2 separate regions of the Rattus norvegicus genome follow, and region 1 is linked to region 2. Evidence: chromatin contacts called from public Hi-C data. All regions are on one chromosome and are shown on one strand. The core of a region is the stretch at or near the end of the contact, and the rest is flanking DNA. Distances in the headings are between cores, read along the strand shown. Region 1 overlaps Lin7a (lin-7 homolog A, crumbs cell polarity complex component). Region 2 holds the start of Lin7a (lin-7 homolog A, crumbs cell polarity complex component).

Region 1 (6,370 bases), core at 3,039-5,538, 100 kb after region 2:
CTCCAGCAACAAAACAACAGGAACTAACAACCATTGATCATTAATATCTTTCAACATCAATGGACTCATTTACCAATAAAATGACACAGGCTAACAGACTGGATACATAAACAGGATCCATCTCTGCTACATACATGAAGCACACCTCAGAAACAAAGATAAATGCTACCTAAGAGTAAAGGGCTGGAAAGTTTTTCCAAACAAACAAATCCAAGAAACATGTTGCCATTCTAAAATCTAATAAAATAGATTTTCAAACAAAAGTTATCAAAAAAGATGTAAAAAGACATTACATACTCATCAAAGGAAAAATTCACCAACATGGCATCTCAATACAGAACATTTTTGCCCCAAGTGAAAGGGCACTCACATTCATAAAAGAAACTTTACTAAACCTCAAATCATGTACTGAACCACACAGAATAAAGTGGGGAACTTCAAGACCCCACTCTTACCAATGGACAGGACATCAAAACAGAAACAAAACAGAAACAATGAAACAGATGTTGTAAACCAAATAGATTTAACAGAACCTTTCATCCATAAACAAAACAATATACCTTCTTCTCACCACCTTATGGAACCTTGTCCAAAGTCAACCATATAGTAGTTCATCAAGCAAGCCAGAGATAAGAAGATTGAAATAACCCCTTGCATTTTATCAGATTATCACTAGTAAAGGATGGACTTTAACAACAGAAACAAGAGAAAGTCCACATGCTCCTGGAAACTGAATAGCTATCTATGCAATGTTCTCTTGGTTAGTGAGGAAATAAAGAAATTAAAGACTTTATAGAAGTCAATGAAAATTAGTATACAGCATACCCAAACGTATGGTACAAAATGAAAGCAGCGTTAAGGGGAAAACTCGTAGCACTGAGTGCCTTCATAAAGAACTTGAAGAGATCTTACACTACCAACTTTACAGAGCACTTGAAAGCTCTACAACGAAAAGAAGCAAACACTCCCAAGATGATAGTATGTGGTAGGAAATAATCAATATCAGGGCTGAATCAATCAGTTACAAACTAAATAATACAAAAAAAAATCAACAACACCAAGAACGGGCTCTTCAAGAAAATCAACAAGATAGACAAACCCTTAGCCAAACTAACTAAAAGGCAAAGCGACAGCATACAAATAACAAAAGGGAGACATAACAACAGTAACTGAGGAACTATAGCTCAAATGCCTATACTCCACAAAACTGGAAAACCTAAACAAAACGGATGATTTTCTACACAGATACCACTTACCAAAGTTAAATCAGATCATGTAAACTATCTAAACTGTCCTATAACTCCTAATGAAATAGTAGCAGTCATTAAAAGCCTCCCAATACAAAAAAAAAAAAGCCCAGGGCCAGTTTTAGTTTAGTTGTCTCAAACTTTCAAACAAAAACTAATACCAATACTCCTCAAACTATCAGACAAAATAGAAACATAAGGAACACTACCTAGTTCAGACTATAAATCCTCAGTTACCCTCATGCTTAAATCACACAAAGATTCAACAAAGAGAGAGAACTTCATACAAATTTTACTTATGAACATCCACACAAAATTACTGAATAAAACTCTCACAAACCAAATCCAAGAACACATCAAAAACATTATTTACCACAACCAAGTAGACTTAATCCCAGCGATTCAGGGATGGTTCAATGTATGGAATCCATTAATATAATTCACTATATAAACAAACTAAAAGAAAGCAATTACATGATCATCTCATTAGATGCTGAAAAAGCCTTTGACAAAATCCCACACCTCTTCATGCTAAAAGTCTTGGAGAGATCAAGATTCAAGGCATATACCTAAACATAGTAAAAGCAATATACATCAAACCAATAGCCAGCATTGAATTACAGGGAGAGAGAATTGAAGCAATCCCACTAAAGTCAAGGACAAGACAAGGCTGCCTAGTCTCTCCCTCTCTATTCAATATAGAACTCGAGGTTGTAGCTACAGCAAGAAGATAACAAAAGGAGGACCAAGCTGATGCAAATTGGAGAGGAAGAAAGCAAGGGATCACTATTCACAGGATAGTATAGATAAATAACCCCCAAAATTCTACCAGAGAACTCCTACAACTGATAAACAATTTGAACCAAGTGGCTGAATACAAAATCAACAGAAAGAAATCAGTAACCTTCCTTTATAAAAATGCCAAAATACTAAAATGAAAACAACACACTTCACAATTGCTACAAATAATATAAAATATCTTGGTATAACTCTAACCAAGCAAGTGAAAGACATTTCTGACAAGAACTTCAAGTTCCAGAAGAAAGAAATTGTAGGAGATATCAAAGGGTGGAAAGATTCCCCACGCTCATAGATTACGAGGATTAACATAGTGAAAATGGCCATCTTACCAAAAGCAATCTAAAGATTCAACACAATTTGCATCAAAATTCCAACACATTTTTTACAGACCTTGAAAGAACAATTTTCAATTTCATATGGAAAACAAAAACAAAAACAAAAAAAACAAAAAAAAACCCAAACAAACAAAAGAAGAGGATAACCAAAAATATCCTGAACAATAAAAGGATTTCAGGAGGAATGAACATCCATGACCTCAAGTTGGACTGCACAGCAATAGTGATAAAAGGAAAAAAAATTACCGTGCATTGCTACAGAGACAGGTTGATCAATGGAATAGGATTGCAGACCGAGAAATAAACCCACAAATCTATGGACGCTTGATTTTTGACAAAGCCAAAACCATACAGTGGAAAAAAGAAAGCATCTTCAAGAAATGGTCTAACTGGGTGTCAGCATGTTGAAGAATGCAAATAGATCCATATTTATCACCCTGCACAAAACTCAAGTTGAATTGGATTAAGGACCTCAACATTAAACCGGATACAATGAATCTGGTAAAAGAGAAAATGGGAATTAACTTGAACACATTAGTGGAGGAGAAAATTTCCTGCACAGAACAGGTTTTAAGATCAATTTTAGAACAATTGATTTGTGGGACCTCATGAAACTGAAACGCTTCTGTAATGCAGAGGACACTGTCAGTAGGACAAAACAGCAGCCTACAGATTTGGAAAAGTTCTTCATTAACTAGACATCTGACAGAGGGTTAATATCCAAAATATATAAAGAACTCAAGAAGTTAGACTCTCACGAACCAAATAACCCAATTAAAACTGGGTTTCAAAGCTAAACAGAGACTTCTCAACAGAGTTATTTCACATGGCTGAGAAGCACTTAAATGGTCAACATCCTTAGTCATCAGGGAAAAGCAAGTCAAAACAGCCCTGAGATTCCACCTCACACTGGGCAGAGTGGGTAAGATCAAAAACTCAAGCAACAGCACATGCTCATGAGGATGTGGAGCAGAGGGAACACTTCTTCATTGCTGGTGGCATTTCCAACTTGTACAACCACTCAGGAAATCAATCTGGCGGTTCCTCAAAAAATTAGAAATAGTTCTACCTGAAGACCCAGCTCTACTGCTCCTGAGCAAAGATCCAAAGGATGCTCAACCACACCACCAGGACATGTGCTCCACTATGCTCATAGTGAGCCAATCCCCGATACTATTAATGATACTCTGTTATGTTTCTAGACAGGAGTCTATCATGGCTGTCTTCTGAGAGGCTCTACCCAGCAACTTACTAAGAGGGATGCAGATACCACAGCCAAATAGTGAATGGAGTTTGGGGACTCTTGTTGAAGAATAGGGGGAAGGGTTGCAGCCCCAAAGGGGAAAGGAACACTACAGGAAGATCAACATAGTCAACTAACCTGAACCCTTGGGGCTCTCAGAGACTGAACTACCAGCCAAAGAGCATACATGAACTGGATGTAGGCCTGCCCCCCAACACACACACACACACACACACACACACACACACACACACACAGTTAGCAGATGTAGATCCCAAATAACTGGAGTGGGACCTATCCCTGAAGGTGTTGCATATCTGTGGAATACATTCTTCTAGCTGGGAAGCCTTGTTTGGCCTCCAAATGAGGAAGCACCTAGTCCCACAGAAACTTGGTATGCCTGGGTGAGAGGATATCAGGGCTGGGGCTCACCCTCTCAGAGGAGAAGGGGAGGGGGACAAAGGGAGGGACTATGGAAAGGGGCAGCGATCTGGATGTAAAGTGAATAAATAAATAAAAAGAAAAGATTAAATAGCAATTCTGTTATGAAATCATGTTCTTTCAGTTTTGGAAAGGGATTGTTTCCTTTAATGATTTAGAACAACAATATCAACCAACAAGAACCCCCAGAGCTCCCAGGGATTAATCACTAACCAAAGGGTACACATGGAGTGACCTATGACTCCAGCCACATATGTAGCAAGGATGGCCTTGCTGGACATCAGTGGGAGGAGAGGCCTTTGGCTATGGGAAGACTCAATGCCCCAGTGTAGGGGAATGCCAGGGTGGGGAGGCAGGAGTGGGTGGGTAGGTGGGAGAACACCCTCATAGGGAAGATGGGATAGGGGTTTTCCGGAAAAGAAACTGTGAAAGGGGATTGCACTTGAAACATAAGTAAAATATCCAATAAAAATGATTTAGCACAGCTGGCACACAGAATAACTCAGAAAAGAGTATTAGATAAACACATTTCAATGAACTATTTGAACCAACATACCACCATTGTTTTGTTTTTATCTAGTCGACTTACCTCTCTAAATTTTTAGCAACTTAGCAAAAGGTCTAAATGCTCAAAATGTCATGGGATCTCTTGGAGTATTTCAAAGTTAGGAAATCACTAATATTGAAATAGAAGGCAAAAAGGCACTAGACCTTCTAACAATGATCTAATATGGCTAGAAGTGCATGCTGCTCAATGGAATTTGCCTACAAATGTCACAGCTCAAAGTTATCGCAAATCTGTGACAGGGGATTCAGAGGATAATAAACACCACTTTCCTTTGTCAAAGCACACACAACTATCTTCTCTTTTGCCTTTAAGAACCCTTTCTGGTGTCCAGCAAAATGAGTGTTTTTCCCTGATAATTTTCTTCAAAATAGGGAAGGGTATTTTTAGTTGTCCTTGACAAGAAAGGCACGCAGGGATGAATCGCTTTCCCTTAGGAAATGAGAGGCACAGGAGGTTTATTAGGTTATCCACCCCATGCAGACTGAATATCTCAAAGATTTGACCTGACTGGATCACTAAACTCTGTTCCTCATTTCACTTTTGAAGACCAAGCATTCCAAATCTACTGTGCTTTGTAGAAATAAAAAGACAGACAACAATATTGGATTGGTTTCGCTCAGTATGCTCGCATTATAAAAAGTTTATCATGCTGTCTCCCTCACTTTTGCTCAGAGTCATGGATTTGGGGGTCGGGGAGGATTGGGGATACAGAATTGGTGCAGCTACCACTTGCTGAAAGGCAGCAGACATTGCCAAGTATCTCCAGAGAACAAATTGGTCCCCAGTTGAGAGCCCTAGCTGTTCATATATTGTTTATCCTGGGAGATTTTTCCCCAAAGACCCCAGGATCAAATAAGATGAGCAATGTCATGACAGTAGTGCTATTAGCAAACTTTCAGTTATCTAACTACATATGGCAAACTGTTATGTTCTTATCCAGTCGTCATAAAAGACTTACCGCTTTAAGGCACATTTTCCAATTGAGAACATTGAGCCCCAGGGAAATCAAGCACTTAACTGACCAACATCATACAATTGGAAAGCTGAACAGCCAGCCTGGGATTGTTTTCAAGCCATCTCCAGAGCCTGTGCAATCATCTAGACAGTTCTGCCCTTTTAGAATCCTGGTTTTTAATTGAAAATTCAAATCTGAATATTGAGGATAATTATTTTTAATTTGCAATAGTTATCAAGTATTTACATTTTCTCCCTAACAAAAAATGACCTTTTGCCCTAATCAGTTGATGACACTCTTTTAATTATTTGCTAAGTGATGGTCTTTATAAACATCTGTGAATGCAAACAAAGAAATCACTAATCAACATGACCCCCAGCAAGTTCAGAAAGCCAGGAAGTCTAGGAGAGATGTGGGAAACATTTATTCAGGGAGATAAATCTTGAATTAGACCTTTGAACATCCTCATAAACTTTGGTAAACAAATGCCCACCAGGCAGAGAAATATTTCTGTCAGCATTATAGGGATGTTCAAAGACCTCAAAGACCTGGACCAGTGGAAGGGTTCATTATGGAACTTGCAAGAGCCAGGAACACAGGAGAGGTTAAAAATAAAGAAGAGAGGGGTTGGGGATTTAGCTCAGTGGTAGAGCACTTGCCTAGCAAGCGCAAGGCCCTGGGTTCGGTCCCCAGCTCCTAAAAGAAGAAAAAAGAAAAAAAATGAAGAAGAGACTTGGTTCTTCACAGTGAGTGATTTCTGGACTGGTTTGTCACTTGAGG
Region 2 (5,485 bases), core at 2,061-4,560:
AAGAAGCAAGTTGGGGAGGAAAGGGTTTATTCAGCTTACACTTCCACACTGCTGTTCATCACCAAAGGAAGTCAGGACTGGACCTCAAGCAGGGCAGGAAGCAGGAGCTGCTGCAGAGGCCATGGAGGGATGTTACTTACTGGCTTGCTTCCCCTAGCTTGCTCAGCTTGCTCTCTTATAGAACCCAAGACCACCAACCCAGGGACTGCACCACCCACAAAGGGCTGGGTCCTTCCCCCTTGATCACTAATTGAGAAAATGTCTTACAGCTGGGTCTCATGAAAGCATTTCCACAACTGAGACTTCTTTTCCTGTGTTGACTCCAGCTTGTGTCAAGTTGACACACAAAACCAGCCAGTACAGTAACCAAACAGCTCAGACTAAAATGTAATTGCATATATTTCAACAACTCTAATAGAAATAGAAAAGAAACAGTTCGTGAATAAGTCAAGCACACCGACTGAAGTTCGGAACTTCAGTAACCACACAATCCTGCATGAGACCCGCACATGGGCACATAGATCCAAGCACAAGAAGAAATTCTTCCCTATGTCTCCCATGTCTCAGAAAGACAAAGATAAATGCTAGTTTACAAATGTTTTTAATGAAAACCAGTGGTTATGCATGCTGACTCATTAATAATTTTCTACAAGTGTTTAAACAGATGCTAACGGTACTGAATTTATCAATTCTAGGAATAAGTGATGGGCACCTCCAGAATGGTACTTCCTTTTCTAGTTCTTGAAAGAAAAAGGAAGGAGACAACATAAAAGAAGCATGGCAGAGTAAATTTTCAATCAAGGCCCTCAAAATGTAAGAGACATGTTACCCAATGTTGCTGCCGGAGAGCCATTGGGAAACAGATAAACCAAAAGTTCGTCCCTCATGAATTGCACAACCTGAAGTTTACGTGGAAATGGACACAATTAAGGCTTTTAGACAGATGAATCAGGTTCCAGATGCACATATTCCTTAGCAAAAATTTTGTTTAAGGAATTACATTAATGGCCAAGGGACTGGTATTTTCTTCATCCTCAGTTACTGGATCAGCTTTGGTATTTTGTGCAAAACCTCGAAATGCATTCTACCATCAAAACAGACAGTTGGATTTCTTCTTCCCCTTACACCCGTTAGGGCATGTGTATTTTCATGATCACTTAAGAGTCACAGATTCCTTCTCCCACAATGCTTTGGCACTTAGGGAACTTCCTGCACAGAATTCACCATTTGTCACATAACAAAAACTAAGTAGAAAGAAAGATGTTAAATCTTGTCAACCTTTGCCTGACTAGACCCTAGCTTAGTCCTTAAACTAATAAGTAGGTAATAAATAGCCAATAATACAATAATAAATACATTATTGGTAGCTTATGCTAATAAATTTATAGTCTACTACACTAAAAAATCATTCATTTTTTTAAAGATGTATCTTACCATTAATGATGTGTCTGTGTGGTTTTGCTCATAGAGTGCCAGTGGCTGAGGAGGCCAGAGGTCAGAGACCCTTGGAGCTGGAGTTAGGACAGAGCTGTGAACCATCAATGGACACACTGGGGACTGGACTTGAGTCCTCTATAAGAGCAATATGTGATCTTAGACTTTGTGCCATCTCTGCAGCATGAAAGAGATGCTTTCATTTTATTCTCCTTAATTTTTAAAGTATAATTACATAATTTCCCTGTTTCCTACCTCTACTCTCCATGTATCGATGCTCCCTTTATCTCATTATGGTCTCTATTTCTCTCAGTGTTTTGCAAATATATATATATATATATATATGCATTCATATATAAAATATATTATATATATTTCTAAATATATAAATGTATGCCACCCAGTCCATATGTTACTTGTATGTTTATGATCTTGGAGTATATTCTTTTCCATCAAAAGCTTAGAAATAGCCCAGACCTTGCAAATTAGGATCAGTTTCCTCCTATTACATGATCACGTTCCAACTGAATGAAGCTGTGAAGTGATTGACAGATGTAAAAACTGGGGATCTACAAGGGACTGAGAGTTTGTCAGATAATATGAGTGACGGAAAGTTGACTTTCATGATCAAAGTTCTTAAACCTAAAACTGTTAAAGATAAGTATAAGAAATACTACGTTCAGTGTGTCTCTAAGGATCTGTTGGATAGCTAGATGGCCAATCATCTTTGACTTTTCAATTACTGCTGAATATCTGCTTCCTTCCCTTCCCCTCTGGGTATCATTAACAGAACATAGCATTGGTCATAGTCACAGGGAAGGGCAGCATCCTTATCCCAGCCCTGTGCTCCCTCATCTCTGTTATGCCTAGAGGAGGCTTCTCCATGCTTCTTCATGATTTGATAAGGAAATGAGGCTTGGGGAAAATTTCATGGAAGTTGGGATAAAGGGCTCACAGTATCTAAGTCTTCGGGAACTGAAACATGATCGACTGGTTCTGAAACCAGGCCTTTAACGTTATCTACCTGTAATTCAGAGGGTGCAGAAAAAAAAAGAATCCCCAGGTTAAGATGTAGTAAATGGTACCAAACATCCGTGACTCAACTCCTCCCATCCCTGCTAATTAATCAATACATAACAGCTCTGAATGCACGTTTCTTCTAGATTAGCACGAGAGGGTCCCAGTTAAATATCATTCACTGACAGAAACTGTTGTTTTCATTTTTTATTTTAAAACCTTTTAAGGAAGTTTGCTTGTAAAGGCAAGTTATTTTCCTAGGCAATAAACCCAGCTTCTAAATAAACACTGACTTACAGAACCCTGGCCCTCCGGTACCCTTGTACTGTTGGGAGGGGACCTTCTAAACAAAAAGCTTCAACAGAAATTAACAGCAACTACAGTGATATATAGCCACATCTCCCATAACTAGTGGCGTTTCCCCTGGAAAGGGATGTGGAAAGGGAGGTTGAAAATGTTCTTAATCTGAAAAGAATTCTGTCCCCACCTCTCTCTACTGTCTCTCCCGCTTCCGTGTCCTCTTCCTCTGTGTTCGAGTGCATTCTGACCACTAAGCTTGGGTGGAAAGTTGAAAGACAGCAAACCTGCTACACCCAGCCAGGGCTCCCGATAGGTGGGCGAGCAAAGTTCTAGGGCTGAGCGTTCCTTTCTCAGCTCCTGGCCATGCAGGCGCTCGCGGATACCTGCCCTGCTTGGCGCGGCACTGAAGATTCGCCGCGGCGGAACAGTTGAATCTCCATCTGGCTACCAACCCACCCAAGCTTTCTTCTCCTCCATCACCACCTTCCTGCCTCCCCCTCCTCCCCCTCCTTTCCGTCTTCCCTCTCCACCCCCGCCCCCAATCTCCTCCTCTTTTTCTCACTACAAGCGGTTGCTGATGCTGAAGCCGAGCGTCACTTCGGCTCCCACGGCAGACATGGCGACATTGACAGTGGTCCAGCCGCTTACTCTGGACAGAGGTAAGGGAGCGGCTGGTCCGTCAGGCCACACAGTCCGCACGGTTTCGCCTTCCATTCTGCCCAGTCCCACAGGGAAGGCAGGATGCGCTCGGGCAGGGGCAGCTGGGGGAGGAGGATCAACCCAGGAGGGTTTCGCGCCCAGAACAGGACACTTTCTTCCCCTCTCTCCTCGCCTGGTCCCTGCCGCCCCTTCTTGCTGCGCTCGCCGGGGCGTGGGTGCTTGCCAGAGCTCGATGCTTCAGCTGCCAGTCTCAGTCCCTCTCCGGGTCGCCTCCGAGCCCCGGCTTTGTTGGAGAGGATGAGCAGGGACCGCTGAGCGCTAGTGACTGGAGGTTGGAGATGGGCACAGAAAGCCCTTCCAGCTAACGCTGCTAAGGGACCAGTGGGGAAGCCAACTGCCAACTGCCGGCGCGGGGACCCGGAGGGAGGAAGTTTGTCCCTGCGCTGGAAACGAGGGGTCTGTGCAGCTGCGGTGACAGGGAGATCGCCCCAAGGCGGCAGGGCGCTTGGATGGGTAGCTGGGTGCAAAGCCTCCGGGCTGCCGAGCCAGGGCCCTGCCCTCGGGCGAAAGGGCAGAGCAGAGCCGGGGCAACCTTCGCCGGCTCGGGGACATCGCATCCAAGAGCCCAGCCGGCTTGGCTCCGGCATGCGGTCCGGAGCTGCGGCTCGGGTCGCGGTACTCCCTCACCCTGCAGTTTCAGGGCGATAGCAACTCCTGTTTCCTGCTCCAGCAAACCTTGTTCTTCACCAGCCAAGTGCACCTCAGTGCCTGGGCTGCAGAAGGCGCGGAGACAAAGCGCAGGCTGGGTAACTGTTTAACTTCTAGCCTGTGACCTGTGCGTCCTACTCTTTGGTTGAATGGGAAACAGCGTTTGCTCAAACCTTCACAAACCTGGTTACCGGTTTCTCCTCTAGGATCCGGCCCTGCCTAGCGCACCGGAGTAGTACCTGGCTGTAAATGGGAGTTTCCTTTCTGCCTCACCGGGTCCAGTTACTAGGGCGCCAGAGTCCCAGCTCTGCAGAGAGAGGGCACCTCTAGCTCTGGGTCCGCAGCGGCGGGGCTTAGGACCCGGTGCAGCCATTTGAAAATGCTGTGCTCAGAAGAAAATGATTTAGTCCTTGTCCCTCTAAAATTTCTCTTTCTGGAGGATTAAACTAGAGGGCCCAGCAAGGCAAAAAGAGCATCCTACTGCGAGCACAGTGGCAAAGCTGGTAAACTGTGTTTCAGGTTCTTAATTTGGAGAGATCTCTGGTGACTTTAACTCAATCTGTTGGTGCCAGAACGGATATTATGCGGTGCCCATAGCAACCTTACTTAGGGTAAGAGTTGAACAATAATTGATTTTTATGTTGGGAAATGTTCGTTTACAAGCTTGCAAATTAATAACAGCAAAGAGCTCAGAAGTCCGCCGTGTAATCTATGATTTTAGTCCCAATATCATCTGCACTAAGCAGGATAAATCCATTGCTGGTAAGAGCCAAGCAGATGGCAGGCTATTAAAAACGATGGGTTTCCCAAGTATTTCTGTTTTAATGTGATGAGCTCTTCTATTGTCCCATTACTGAATTACAGTCATTAAACATCCCAAGTTTAACTATATTAAACTTCCCAAGTTCTATGTTAGAAGCAAACACTCCAAGAAGACCACAAACCCAAGAAAATTTACATCCCAGCACTACTATTAGTAGTATAACTAGTCCACTTTGGGGAAGTTTATCTTAGCCCTTGGGCGCCCCAGTAGTTGTCCAGAGAAGACCAAGATTTAAAGTGTGTTCATGTTTATAGTCAGATGGTACCTGTCCTTCTGTGATTAGATCTGTAGAGTAAGTAACTCAGGAAGCAAAGCTTGGTTACTTATGTGAACATCTGAATTATTGAATCACTGGCTTTAACTGCTTGGGTTGTAAGAAGACGGTAAAGTTATCTTCCCTTTACTTCACTGTGATAGTAACTTAATATGATTAACTAAGTAATTTTATTAGGTTGATGAAATACAGGATTCTAAACTTTGTCCTGGTGTGTTGGGCATTGGGGATTTGGGTAAGCTAATTGTGACGCTGTGCAGTGTTAGTCT

What was found. Hi-C and Micro-C count contacts between places; a contact is called where the count stands out from the background.
Region 1: a contact with region 2 is called in a Hi-C map of liver, with 3 times the contacts expected there. The contact joins the enhancer-like site here to the promoter of Lin7a in region 2. A contact is called at or near these places in 6 of 12 Hi-C or Micro-C datasets (Schwann cells, frontal cortex, hepatocytes and 2 more).

Annotation. Positions count from the first base shown.
Region 1 is chr7:44,569,888-44,576,257 of GRCr8, forward strand. All of the region lies in intron 2 of Lin7a (lin-7 homolog A, crumbs cell polarity complex component), which reads left to right. Among named protein-coding and RNA genes, the nearest start is that of Lin7a, 100 kb to the left of the region's middle. Within about 2 kb of position 4,289, at least 2 of the 93 cell types and tissues checked have an H3K27ac peak or open chromatin away from gene starts, as enhancers often do. A contact at or near this core is called in hepatocytes and liver, where this site is marked.
Region 2 is chr7:44,470,258-44,475,742 of GRCr8, forward strand. Lin7a (lin-7 homolog A, crumbs cell polarity complex component) reads left to right here and starts at 3,311. Exons shown (of 6, transcript NM_001408921.1): 1 at 3,311-3,410. The coding sequence starts at 3,329.